Regions from separate parts of the Mus musculus genome. Here region 1 is linked to region 2. A link is a contact called in public Hi-C data. All regions are on one chromosome and are shown on one strand. Each heading gives the region's core, a stretch centred on a gene start, on an enhancer-like site or on the middle of the called end of the contact. The rest is flanking DNA. Distances are from core to core; before and after follow the strand shown.

Evidence for each region. A called contact is a pair of places that touch in the nucleus more often than the background predicts.
Region 1: a contact with region 2 is called in a Hi-C map of the N1E-115 cell line, with 4 times the contacts expected there. The contact joins two enhancer-like sites. A contact is called at or near these places in 3 of 15 datasets of contacts at CTCF or cohesin (CD8 T cells, the NIH/3T3 cell line and large pre-B cells), 13 of 484 Hi-C or Micro-C datasets (the AtT-20 cell line, the C10 cell line, the C2C12 cell line and 9 more) and 3 of 115 datasets of contacts at active chromatin or transcription factors (CD8 T cells, differentiating embryonic stem cells and embryonic stem cells).

The regions. Positions count from the first base shown.
Region 1 is chr10:96,302,961-96,309,002 of GRCm38.p6, reverse strand. It overlaps Gm40748 (a long non-coding RNA gene), which reads left to right and starts at 271. Exons shown (of 3, transcript XR_871975.1): 1 at 271-320; 2 at 1,839-2,184; 3 at 3,238-3,502. Within about 2 kb of position 3,427, at least 9 of the 459 cell types and tissues checked have an H3K27ac peak or open chromatin away from gene starts, as enhancers often do. A contact at or near this core is called in the N1E-115 cell line, where this site is marked.
Region 2 is chr10:96,211,153-96,216,998 of GRCm38.p6, reverse strand. No RefSeq gene overlaps it. Among named protein-coding and RNA genes, the nearest start is that of 4930459C07Rik, 12 kb to the left of the region's middle. Within about 2 kb of position 2,843, at least 167 of the 459 cell types and tissues checked have an H3K27ac peak or open chromatin away from gene starts, as enhancers often do. A contact at or near this core is called in the N1E-115 cell line, where this site is marked.

The DNA of each region.
Region 1 (6,042 bases), core at 2,178-4,677, 91 kb before region 2:
CATGAGTATTTTCAAGTTCCAGAAACCTGTGTGTACCAGCAAAAATGGTGTTCTGCTCTCTGAGAGGCTAGCCTGCCTGGGCTCGCACAGGAGCACCTGTGTTGACCCAGATACCAGATTCCTGCACGGGAAGGGGCAGCCTTCTTTCTAGGCTGCCCCTCTGTTTCATCTGCTGGTCTATTTGCCTATACAGAAAATAATGTTTATCTGTTATTTTTCCCACCATCCCCCCATCTCTTTCATTGTCACGGCCATCTGTCCATTAGAAACATTATCTTTGGTTGCTCAGTTGTGAATCCAGGTGACAATCAGGACGAACGGTCAGTCCCTTTATGTTTCCTTTGAAGAGTTTAAAGACCAGGGAATGGGAGGAGACCCAAACAGCTTTGTGTTTGTTTTGAGGTCTCTATTTGAAATACTTGTTTTGCAAGCAATGAAACCTGCTGGCCCGGTGGCCAGCTGTTTACTGATATACTAAAACCTGTTATGCAGGAGCTATTTCCTAAGTAGGCTTTGATTAAGAGAGATTTTTATTTTGTACTTTGTAGATTTATTTATTTTACTTGATTGGTGGGGGTGTTTTGCTTGCATGGGTTCATGTGCTTTTTGCCTGTGCCTGTAGACTGCGGTGGGGGTGAGGGTCAAAAGAGGATGTTGGAGCCCTTTTTTGAGCCACCATGTACGGGCTGGGAATAGAACCCAGGTCCTCTGGGAGAATATCAAATCCTCTTAACCAGTGAGCCATCTCTCCAGCCCCAAATATGTTTTGGTTTTGGTTTGGTTTTAGTCAAGGAAGAGGCTAGAGAGATAACCCATGGTTAAGAGCACTTCCTACCAGAGGAGCTGAGTTTGACTCCAAGAACTCACAGCAGACAGCTCACAACCACCTGTAATTCCAGAGGACCCAATGCTCTCTTCTGGCCTTGAAGGGCTTCTGTACTTATGTGCACATACACACGCACATGCACAGGCACACACACATACACACAATTTTTAAAAATGTAGCTTTTAAAGTAAACAAGACTCTTGACATTTCATGTATTTTCAATCTTTTGGGCTGACTTTAAAATTCAAATGCTCTGTTTCCCCTGCCTGTCATTTAGGGGAATTTAGCTGACAAGTACTTGCTTTTTTTTTTTTTTTTTAAAAGAATTCCTCTGTCCAATACCCACACCCAAAACATTGGACAGAGGTCAAAGACCCCTATGGAAGAGTTAGGGGAAGGATTGAAAGTCCTGAAGTGGACGGCAACCCAACAGGAAGACCAACTAACCAGACCCCTAGAAGCTCCCAGAGACTGAGCCACCGACCAAAGAGCATACACAGGCTGGTCGAAGGTCCCCAACACTTATGTAGCAAAGGACTGCCTTGTCTGAACTCATGGGAGAGACTGCACCTAATCCTGAAGAGACTTGATGTCTGGGGGAGAGGGGAGGACCTGCCCTCTCAGAGTCCAAGGGTGGGGGAGGGGAGAAGCCTCTGGGATGTAAATAAATAAATAAACAAATAAATTCCTCTGCCTTTAAATTCAGCTCATATGGCTTAAGAGAAGAAGTGGGCGTGGCCCATGTGGTGGTAAATTTCTTTTGTCACTATGACATAAATTAATCCTTGATGAGGAGACTTCAACTGAGGAGGTGCCTCCATCAGATTAGCCTGAAGGCTAGTCTGTGGGGACATTTTCTTGATTAGGGATTGGTATGGCTCATCCCCCCTGTGGGTGACATTATCCCTGGGCAGGTGGTCTTGGGTTGTCTATGAAAGCAGGTTGAGCAAGCCACAGAGAGCAAGTCAGTAAGCAGCGCTCCTTTCCATTCCTCTTCTGTTCCTGCCTCCAGATTCCTGCCCTGCTTGAGTCCTGCCCTGCCTTGGCTCCCCTCAATAATGGACTGTAATCTGGAAGTATGAGAGAACATAAATTCATTCCTCTTCAAATTGTTTCTGGCCACGGTGTTTATCACAGCAAAGCAGGACAGCTTATGACGTCTGGCTATCTGATACTCGGAATCGCTGTCAGCAAAGGCCTTGCCTCCGGAGAAAATAAACAGAGACAATGTCCCATGAGCTCATCTCACAGACCATCTTCAAAGCTGAGTGGCCAGACTCAAGGAACATCTCTCTCTGACAGACCATCTCAAGACACATAGGAATGGTTGAAATCCCTAAACAAGATGAGAAGAAAAGGTATTTGGCTGCTGTCTGAGTGTCTGCGATCTCTGAAACTCAGTCAGCAACATTCATTAAAGGGACTGCGGGAGTGAATGGAAGAGAATCAGCATCAGTCGCCTCAGCACTAGATCACCTCAGGACTAGTTCACAGCCGCTCCCTCAAAAGCTTCTTCATCACACCACAGTTTCACCTGAGGAAAGAGGGGCCCACGGGAGGACTCTACAGCTTCATTATTCTGAGGCCAAGGGCATGTACAAAGCCAACACCCCCAGCCATTGCTGTGTCTGTGAGCTTGACGGCAGGTATCCACTTGCTGAGGCACATCTCCTCTGACAAGCTGTCCTTGCCGGTGATATCTTTAGTGGCAGTGAAGAACACAGTGTATTTTTCTCAGATTAGGAATTGGAGACCTAGAGAAGATAATTTGTGTTACTCCACACAATCTAATAAGATGTCTTCTCTCCCCGCCCCAGACAGGCATGGAGGCACTCGCTTACAATCTCAGCACTGGGGGGAAATTGAGTGAGTAGGATCATGAGTTAGAGTCTAGCCTAGGCTACATAGTATGACCTTGCTTCAAAGAAAAAAAAATTAGTGTGAGTGTGTATGTGTGTGTGTACACATATGTATAAATGTCATGAAATGACTGTCTTCCTAGTGGAGTGATATTGATGCCATGTGCCAAAGACCTCTGTATTTTAATATATTCAAGAGTTAGCGGAACTGCTTGTTCACTAGATTCGTTATTTATAGCTTTTCTGTGAGAACTCGCTTCACTTTATGTATTCAACACTTGGGATGATCACTACCTTAGTCCATGTGCTAATTGATACAGAAAAGTTTCTAGGTTTGGAGGATATATAAGTTTATATTTAACTTATTCCTGCATCTTATCCAGGAAATGAGAGCCAGATGTCTCTGCATGTGTGCTATTTGCTTTAAGCAAGATGTCAGGCAAAGATAAGAGCAATTCACTGATTGGTTACTGTGTCTTCCCACGGAGTACATAAAGCATCTTTGGGCCCTCTGTTATTTTGCTAATCTGTTTATCTCATCCTCACGGACAGCTCTCTTCATCTGAGCAGTGGGCGTTTGTCCTGCGAGGACGGTTCTTCCTGGAATTCAAGATGACACAAGTTATGGACAGTAACTTACCACGGTGCCTTCCGCCAAAGTAAAGGAGCCAGACGCCAAAGGAAGGCGAAGATGCCAGACTTTCATCTGGCTTTTAAGTAGTTACAGGCCAAAGTCAAGAGTCCGTGCTTCTTACGAAATGCGGTTTCTGGGTGCCCGCCCCTCCACATCTCATACACCCCACAATTTAGGACAGATTCTAATAAAACGTAAGAAAAGGAAATCTTCCCAAGTGTTCTCTTGTTTGTGGATGAAGAGGACAGGAAGTTATCATAACAGGATTCTTAATCTCAATTCAACCGAGGGGTCCCTGAGAGGCAGAGACTGAGAATAACAGCTTCCTTAGGGGAATTCCCAGAGAGAGTCTGAGTGCACAGACCTCCTATTTTCCTTATTCCCTGGATTCTGTTGCAAGAAGACACTTGCAGTATGAGCAGAGATGGTTGCAGTCCTGTGTCCACACAAATCTGCCACCTCCTTATTCCTGTCTGGCGTCTCCACAGCCCATCTCTTTGTGCTCAGCCTTCAAGGAGAATGATCTGTCCTTCAAAATGTTGACTGCCTTTCCAAAACTGGAAGTAAAAGCTAAACAGACTGAGCTATGTGAAGAATTTTAGCACTGACTTCTCTCTTTCTCATTCTCTCTCTCTCTGTCTATCTTCTTCCCTTCCTCTCTTCTTCCTCCCTTTGAAAATGTCATCTTAGTAAAAACAATTTATTCACTGGGCAGTGATAGCACACTCCTTTAATCCCAGTGCTCACTAGAGAGGCAGAGGCAGGCAGATCTCTGTGAGTTTGAGGCAACTCTGGTCTGCAGAGCAAGTTCCAGGACGGCTGGAGTCATGCAGAGAAACCCCCCCCCACCCCGTCTCAAAAAAAAAAAAAACAACAACAACAAAGAAATAGCAACAACAACAAAAATGTATTTATAATATCATAAAAGACCTTTTTAGAGTCTCTTTTTAAAGGGAGGTCCTAAAGGGAAGTGAATGTCCTGTTTATTATTTTTCTTTCCTCCGGAGTTTGTGAAGGATTGGGCGGCCCGGGGAAAGACAGTAGTTGTATCTCTGGCTATCCCCACTCTTTTGAGGGATCCCCTACAGGCCCCACTGCTCTGCTCTATAAAGAGTTTACAGCTGCCCTCTTTGGATGGAAATTTGATGAAGAACCATGCTCCTCTCCTAGTCTGCTTTTGCTGGTGTCTTGGATGTGCTCTCTGAGTCTAAGACATGATACATTATACATCTAGGGACTTCAACATCTGTTTGGCTCCAGAGGGAACGAACATCCTCTGATTTCTTAATCTTTTTCATCACAATGGAGGGACTCTGAAAGGAGCAGTTGAGCACCTGGGATGTTCACACAGGAGGACTCAGTTTATGCTGACATCACTCTCTGTGTCTGTCTCTGTGTCTCTGTCTTTCTATCTCTCTGTCTCTGTCTCTCTGTCTTTTTCTGTCTCTCTCTGTCTGTCTCTGTCTCTGTCTCTCTCTCCTGTTGGATCAGGGAAATGACCAACTATGGTCATTGCAGAGCTGTGTGGTGAAATAAAAGTCAGTATGAGGAGAGAAACAATGAATGCACATCTCTCAGTTCCTTTTCATTTGAGTATGCATCCTCGGTGCTGACACAATGGGGATTTGGTGAGACTGCAGAAGCCTCTCGATATTAGGTAATTTAAGTACAAAAATGTAATCTCATAACTTTAAAGGGGGAGGAGTAAGGTTGAATATTAGTTTAAAAATGCTTGGAGACCCTATTTGTCTGTTCTCCATGGAATGCTACTTTCATAATCTTCCCAAGTAATCAGAATTAATAAAAGTGATATATATTTATGTATATTTTCATATATATATGTATATGTATAATTTCTAATATGTAGCAAATGCTAAGATAACTTACCAAGAAGAAAGAACTATTATTTTTACAGACTAAAACACTGAAGAAGTTACATCACCACCTTAGGTCAAAATGGCTAACAAGTAGAGATCAGCCATGCTTAGGTGACACCAAAGTCCTTTTTGCTGTATCATTAAGGAAAGCAGTGTCCCAAGAACTTTCCACTCTTTATGTATCTCAAAAAAGTGTTACTCATCTCAAAATATCAAACATTAAATCAAGACACTGAGACTGTTTAGAGACAGCATCTGGAAAAAGCTGATGAGAATCAGAAAATTCTGGAAGCTACATATCAAAACTTCAATTGAGAAGATGGTAAATATTTCACACAAATAATAGAAGCTGTGTGGGGAGAGGGGCAATAATTTGGACATTGGACATGTAGGGCCAACTGTGAGTGGCAGACAATGATGGTAATCCCAGGTAAGTTTGCTGAGAATAAAAGTTTCTTTACAACAGGAGAGGAAGAGAAAGCACTGACAATAGGCCTCTTGGTCACTAGAAGCATCTGAGTAGTTACTGAGCACCATCTGATTTGATTGACACTTGGAGAACATCTGCCTTTAGAGATGCTTGGCTTAGCTGGGTTATTCTTTATCTGAGATGTTTGGACCAAGCCCTGGAGATCACACAGAAAGTTGTCAATGTGTTTTTGTCTGAGGGAAGGGCAAACATCTCCCCTCAGATCCTCAGAGCAAATCTTTGGGATCTGCGAGCCGGTAAGTGAATTTCCTACCAATCCTCAACACAGCTTTGTAAAATTGGCTCTCATCTTCAGAGAGGAGCGCAGCAGAGCCATGTGATGAGCTTCATGTTAGGGTGGGAGACAACGGAAGGCA
Region 2 (5,846 bases), core at 1,594-4,093:
GATTCCATATAAGACGTTCTGATGAGGAAAGTTTACACTGTAAACTGATTCTCACATTCAGTTGAAAATATGAACAGCATACTTTTGTAAAAATTCTAATATTGCCAGAAAGATTGACAAGTGCATTGTCTGCAGTGGGCAAGAACAGAAAGGGCTAGGCAAAGAACAAACCAAGCTTCAGAAAAAGGAATAAAAATTGTAGAATTTAATTTCTAAAAAAAAAATCCCCTAAAAGATAAAATTAAAATAGAATAAAACACCATTCTAGGGAAACTAACATGTAATTATTAGGAATTATGGGAAATTAGTACGAAAGTGGAGAGGAGGAAAGACAGGAAGGAGGGGAGGACATTGTTCATCTGAAAGATACAACGGAAATTTGTGCCTGAAAGGCTTAAGGTGTCAGACTGGCTGAGCTCACAAGTGGCTGTCCCATAAGCCATAAGAAAGGCAGAGCCTCCACACAAAAGGCAAAAATTACACAGCATTGAACTTCACACCAGCATATCAGACACTCAAGAGAAAGGGAGAATGCCTTCAAAGTTCTAAAGTTACTTTATAATTGTATCTTCCATACTGATTTATAATATTATTATTTAAGCATGGGGGTAGAACACACTTCCACGTGTTGATTTCCACACATGGGGAGAACACAGAAAAACATATCTTCCCCTCTCTCCTGCGGACTGTGTGAGCACATCCCACGGCAGCAAAAGGGACGCCAAGAAAGGGGGGTCACAGATGACAAAGGAGATCAGTGAAGCACAGGAGATGGCTACAGAGTGGTAGGGCACTCACGCTTGTCTTGAAGCAGCCGTAGAAGAAATTGGGGGGGGACAGGTAGCGGGGATTATATAATTCAGATCTCTCTCTGAATGGAAAAAGAAAAGAAAAACAAAAAGAAAAATGCGGACATGAGAAAGACAAACAGCATTTAAGAAAAAGGAAAATGAAGAAGGAGAGGTGGGTCGATGGGTAGAAGGAAAGCCGGCTACGCAAGCCTGAGGACCCGAGTTCAGGGCCCAGCACCCACCTAACCCTGGAACTAGTCAAATTAGTGAAGTCTCAGTGCCAGTGAGAGCCCTGCCTTCTTATATAAAGTAGAGAGCAATCAAAGAAGCCTCCTCACATCGACCCTAGGTCTCCACATGCATGTGCATGCATAGGCAACCCCACACATGGAAATACAAGAAAGCGCTCCTGCGCATGCGTGCGCGCGCACACACGCCACACCATAGTAAGAGACAGGAGTACAACAATAACTAACACACGATCGGTCGCCGTGAGAAGCAACCCTGACTTTCAGGGAAAATGCCATTGATAAGTTCACATACTGTAGACAAAGACGTTATCATCGTGCCCAGAGAGCACAAGGAAAACATTAGTAACCTTGATCGTGTAGAGGAAATTTACTAAACCTGGGCGGCAGAAGGCATCGGAGAACAGCAAGGCCACTCAGAGTAGACTGCTCACCATGGAAGGTCTAAGTGCTCTTCCTACAGCTGAACAGGTAACCAACAGAGATGTGACAGAAATAAGGTGAGCAGAGGGACAGAGAGGTGAGAGTCTTATCTATCGGTACATTCCAAAAGGACAATTCACAGTATTAGACAATCCCGCTTTGCTTGGCTCTAACAAACCACCTTGGGTTGTGGAATGATGAGAGATCTGTTTAGCTTACAATTTTTGAGTCTGACAATTCAACCCTGGGTAAACCTAGAGTGTTTGGCCCTTGGTGACAGTCCCCTATGTGTGCTACCCTGTGGCAGATGGTGCCGTGGGGGAGCCAGTGCAAGGAAAGAGACAACACATGGCAGAGGCAGGAAGCCAGATCATGAGAAAGGTGAGCGTTATGTTTTATAACAACCCACTCTAAGAGGAAGTCAGCGGGTTCCCATACACATGGCTTTGATCCCTTCCGTGTGAAATAATTACCTTGGTCTAATTACCCCACCTTCTCTTAAAGGTGCCTGTCTCCAGCATCACCACACTGGCGACCGAGCTTTAACAAACACACACACAACCCTGGGCAACATACTCCTGCTACAGTCAAACAGCAGCTAACATCTAAAAGTAGTAGCTTAGAGAATAGCAAGACAAGCTGATTGTTTCAGAGATGGTGGGTGGGGGGGTGGACTAAAATACAGGTTCCAAAATGAAAAGTTATACCTGAGCTGAGAGAGATACTGAGGACTGGGAAAGTCAAGTAGGTATCTGACTAACCGTGACTTTCATTGTTAAAGTATGCCATTCTCATCTACACTTTGATTAATTTTTTTTAAATAATTGCCGTAAAAATGTAAAAGTACTTACTTCACCACAAAATATATAATCCAATATTATATAAATGATGTGTATGAAACTCTTGAGAAAATATTCCACAATATATTGGAAGTTGAACGTGACTCACTTCGTTTTTGATAGGCAGCCACTGACTAATTCTAAAGTGCTCAAGTCCAGTGAGAGGAAAAGTGTCTTTCACCATACCCTTCCATCCGAAGACATCTAAGTCCATCGATTATGGTGTACAGGGAATGCCTGATTGCTTTATGATGTCATATGCTGCTACAGAAATTATTTATGATGCTCCCGGAGCAAGACGATCTACTCTGGGGCTGATACCTTGATTCAGAATTTGACACCTAAAGTGGTTTGAAGCACTTGTGATATTTAGACGTTGAGTGACCCAATGCCATTGCCTTCAAAACACACATTCAAAACATACATTTTCCACCGGGAACTAGAAGGGCATTTGCAATGAACATCCCTCCAAGCAGCCGAGAACAAAGGAAATGTTCGGCAAAATGATGTTGAAACACTACCACTCAGGCAGGCCTTCTCCCCAGTATCTTTCCAGCCGAATAGCGTGCCTGCCTGTGACTCAGATACTGTTCACATTGGAAAAACAAAGCGGAGACATCTACTTAAACGCGCAAACAGTGCCCTCTGCTGGCGGAAATGGGATGTTAGTTAAAAGAACTTCGTCTCAATGACCACAGGGAAAGAAGGGGGAGGGGAAGGAAGGGAGAATGGAGAGATAGAAGGGGAGGAGAGGAGATGGGGAAGAAGCAGAGGGAATAGGAGTGGGAGGGAGAGGGAAAGAGGGAGGGAGAGAGAAAAGTGGACTGGGGGGGGGGGGAAGGGGTAAGGAGGAGGAGGAGGAAATGATACAAACAGGAGAGAAAAAAAAATGGGTTTTAGTCCTTTTTAAGGATAAATGCTTGAAGCATCTTATCACATAGAAGATGCCAATATATTTCCTTAAATCCCAAAGTAACACGTGGCCTTGAATTAAGGAATGGTTTTACAGTGTCCATTCTTTGCCTTACTAAGTTATTTACTCATCACAAGCTCCCTCTGGGGGTGTCCCCCAGTGCTCTGACTATGCGACATAATATACACTCAGCCTTTGCAGAAGATAGTAACTCTATCAAACAAAATTGTTTCCTTAGCTCACAGACCAGGGCTCTGACAGGGTTCCAGAATGTCCCAGGCTGCTCGACATGTTTCTAAATGCTTAGGAAAATCTTAATGTTGATTTTTTGTTTGTTTGTTTGTTCTGTTTTGCTTCAACAAAAGAAGTGGTTGCTTGAAGATAGCAAAATTGGTTTCTTGAAAGAAAAGAAAATGAGTGAGGTATATCCTTCAGGGCTGGCAGGGGGGCGGGTCTGGAGATGTATGTCATACAATTCATCGTAAGTACTTAGTCAATGGAGTAGCAATTCAAATTAGTTTATATATATATATATATATATATATGCACATGTATAGGTAGTATAGTTACGATATTATCGTGTATATATATACACATACGATATATATACACACATACTATATGTGTGTGTGTGTATATACATACATACATATATATATACATACATACATATATATGAATATGAAAGCCAGTATTTCTAATATCTTACATTAAAAATCAGTTGGCTACCCAGCTTCCCATGCCACCACAGTAGTGGGGTTAGCAATGTAAAATATGTAAATATGTTCTATTTTCATAAGGCATTTGCACTGGTGTATTAATACTGTGTGCATATTTAAAGATGTTACAGAGCCCAGCTTCGTCTGACTGTAAGTCGTCACCCCACTACAGGGTCGCTTAGCTGAAGGTGACCGTTCTAAAGACAGTGACAATAGCAGAAGACTCCTGGATGTGCAATGATCAAAAATAAATTCAGCCTCAATTGTGTAACAATCCCAAGGTGCTTCAGGCTAGGCTCGCCTGTGTTACACCGCACAGCTTCTCTGTACTCTCAGCTCGGAACACACAGGAGCCTGTATGCTTATGGATGCCGTCACTCATCCCAACTATCATGCTCAACTAGTCCATTGAACCATCACGCTCAGACGCCCTGCACGCTATGGACTGCGGGGTTTTTTGCTGTTGTTGTTTTGTTTTGTTTTGTTTTTTGTTTTTTGGTTTTTTTTTTTTGTATTTTATCATATGCACAGCTTTCTGCTCTTCTAGAAATGTTAACAGCTGAATTAGGGAAAGCAAAGATGCTCCTGTCATCTGGCCCCAGCCAGGGAGTGTCACATCCATGAGTATAGATTTGGATCATGTTGTGTTTGAATGTTTGATGGTTGCTATCCAAGTCACTGCTGAGCTCCTACACAACACCATTCAATTAACTTTTGCTTGGGTTTAAGGCAGGATTTCCAGCAAGTTTTACAATGGCCTTACACATATTTCTGTACTTCGGGCTGTATATGTATGCAATATGGCCTTCTCAGCATCGATGATTAGAAAAATCAAAAGTATCAGTCAGTTCTTTAAAGCATTGAAGATCTTCCACGGCCTGCCATATTAAATATTTAGGCGAGGTTTAATTCTAGTTATATTTACTGTGGATATGCAATCCTCATGAAAGAGTCTGCAAGTCTAAACTAAGTACTTGTGAATTAATGTTCCAGCGAACCGGCAGTGTGTGAGCACATAAGGTTCTTTTCTTAATGCCTATGTGCACACAAGCCTCCCGTGCTGCCAAGTGCTTCTCACAGTCCCCTTTGTTGTCCTCTATACAGCTCCACAGTGACTTCATTGCGATTGTCCTATTTCCCCGTGGGCTCATAGGTAGCCACCCTTTCCATCTAAACCCATGGCAAAACAAAAAACATGCATCTGTCCCTTTATCTAAAAGTCTCTTTCTCTTTTACCATGAAGGCAGTGTCCATAACTCAGAATATAACAATAATTGTTGGTCGTGGTGACTGATTCTCGAATGAGGGTAGCAACTTTACCTCTTCTTGGGTGTAGCTGGACATGCTTGGTGCATACCACGTATGCTGTGAGATTTGAGCTTTAGAGGGAGGAAGTTACAGGTCGAGTCCCTAATAGCTCATCAGGGTCTGTGATACTGGCAAAGTCACAAGCCCTCTCAGAGTGTGCCTCTCTATCAAAAACAAAAACAAAAACAAAAACAAAACAACAACAACAAAAAAAAAAAAAAACAGATAAGGCCTCAAGGACCTGTACGGAGGACTAAAGAGGATACAACTTAATCCTTACACAATAGTGATGTGTCATAGGTGGTCGTTAAGTATTGTTGACATCCTGATCTACAACACCAGGCAAGTCACCATGACTTGTTAATATCCCCACCCCCTCCATGTTCAAACGTTATGACTTGGCAGATCTGACCCCATAGAGTCCACCCTCGTGCTTAGATCACAGACAACACTCTCCCACCGACCTCAGTGATAGCTGGGCACAACGTGTGGACTCTGCCTGTGAGAGAGATCAGGCCGAGGAGGGTTATACAACCTGATTTTTTTCATCATGGAGTTTGATTTTCAGTCAGAAAGATTTATTCCTGACTGATACCTTCGAGATC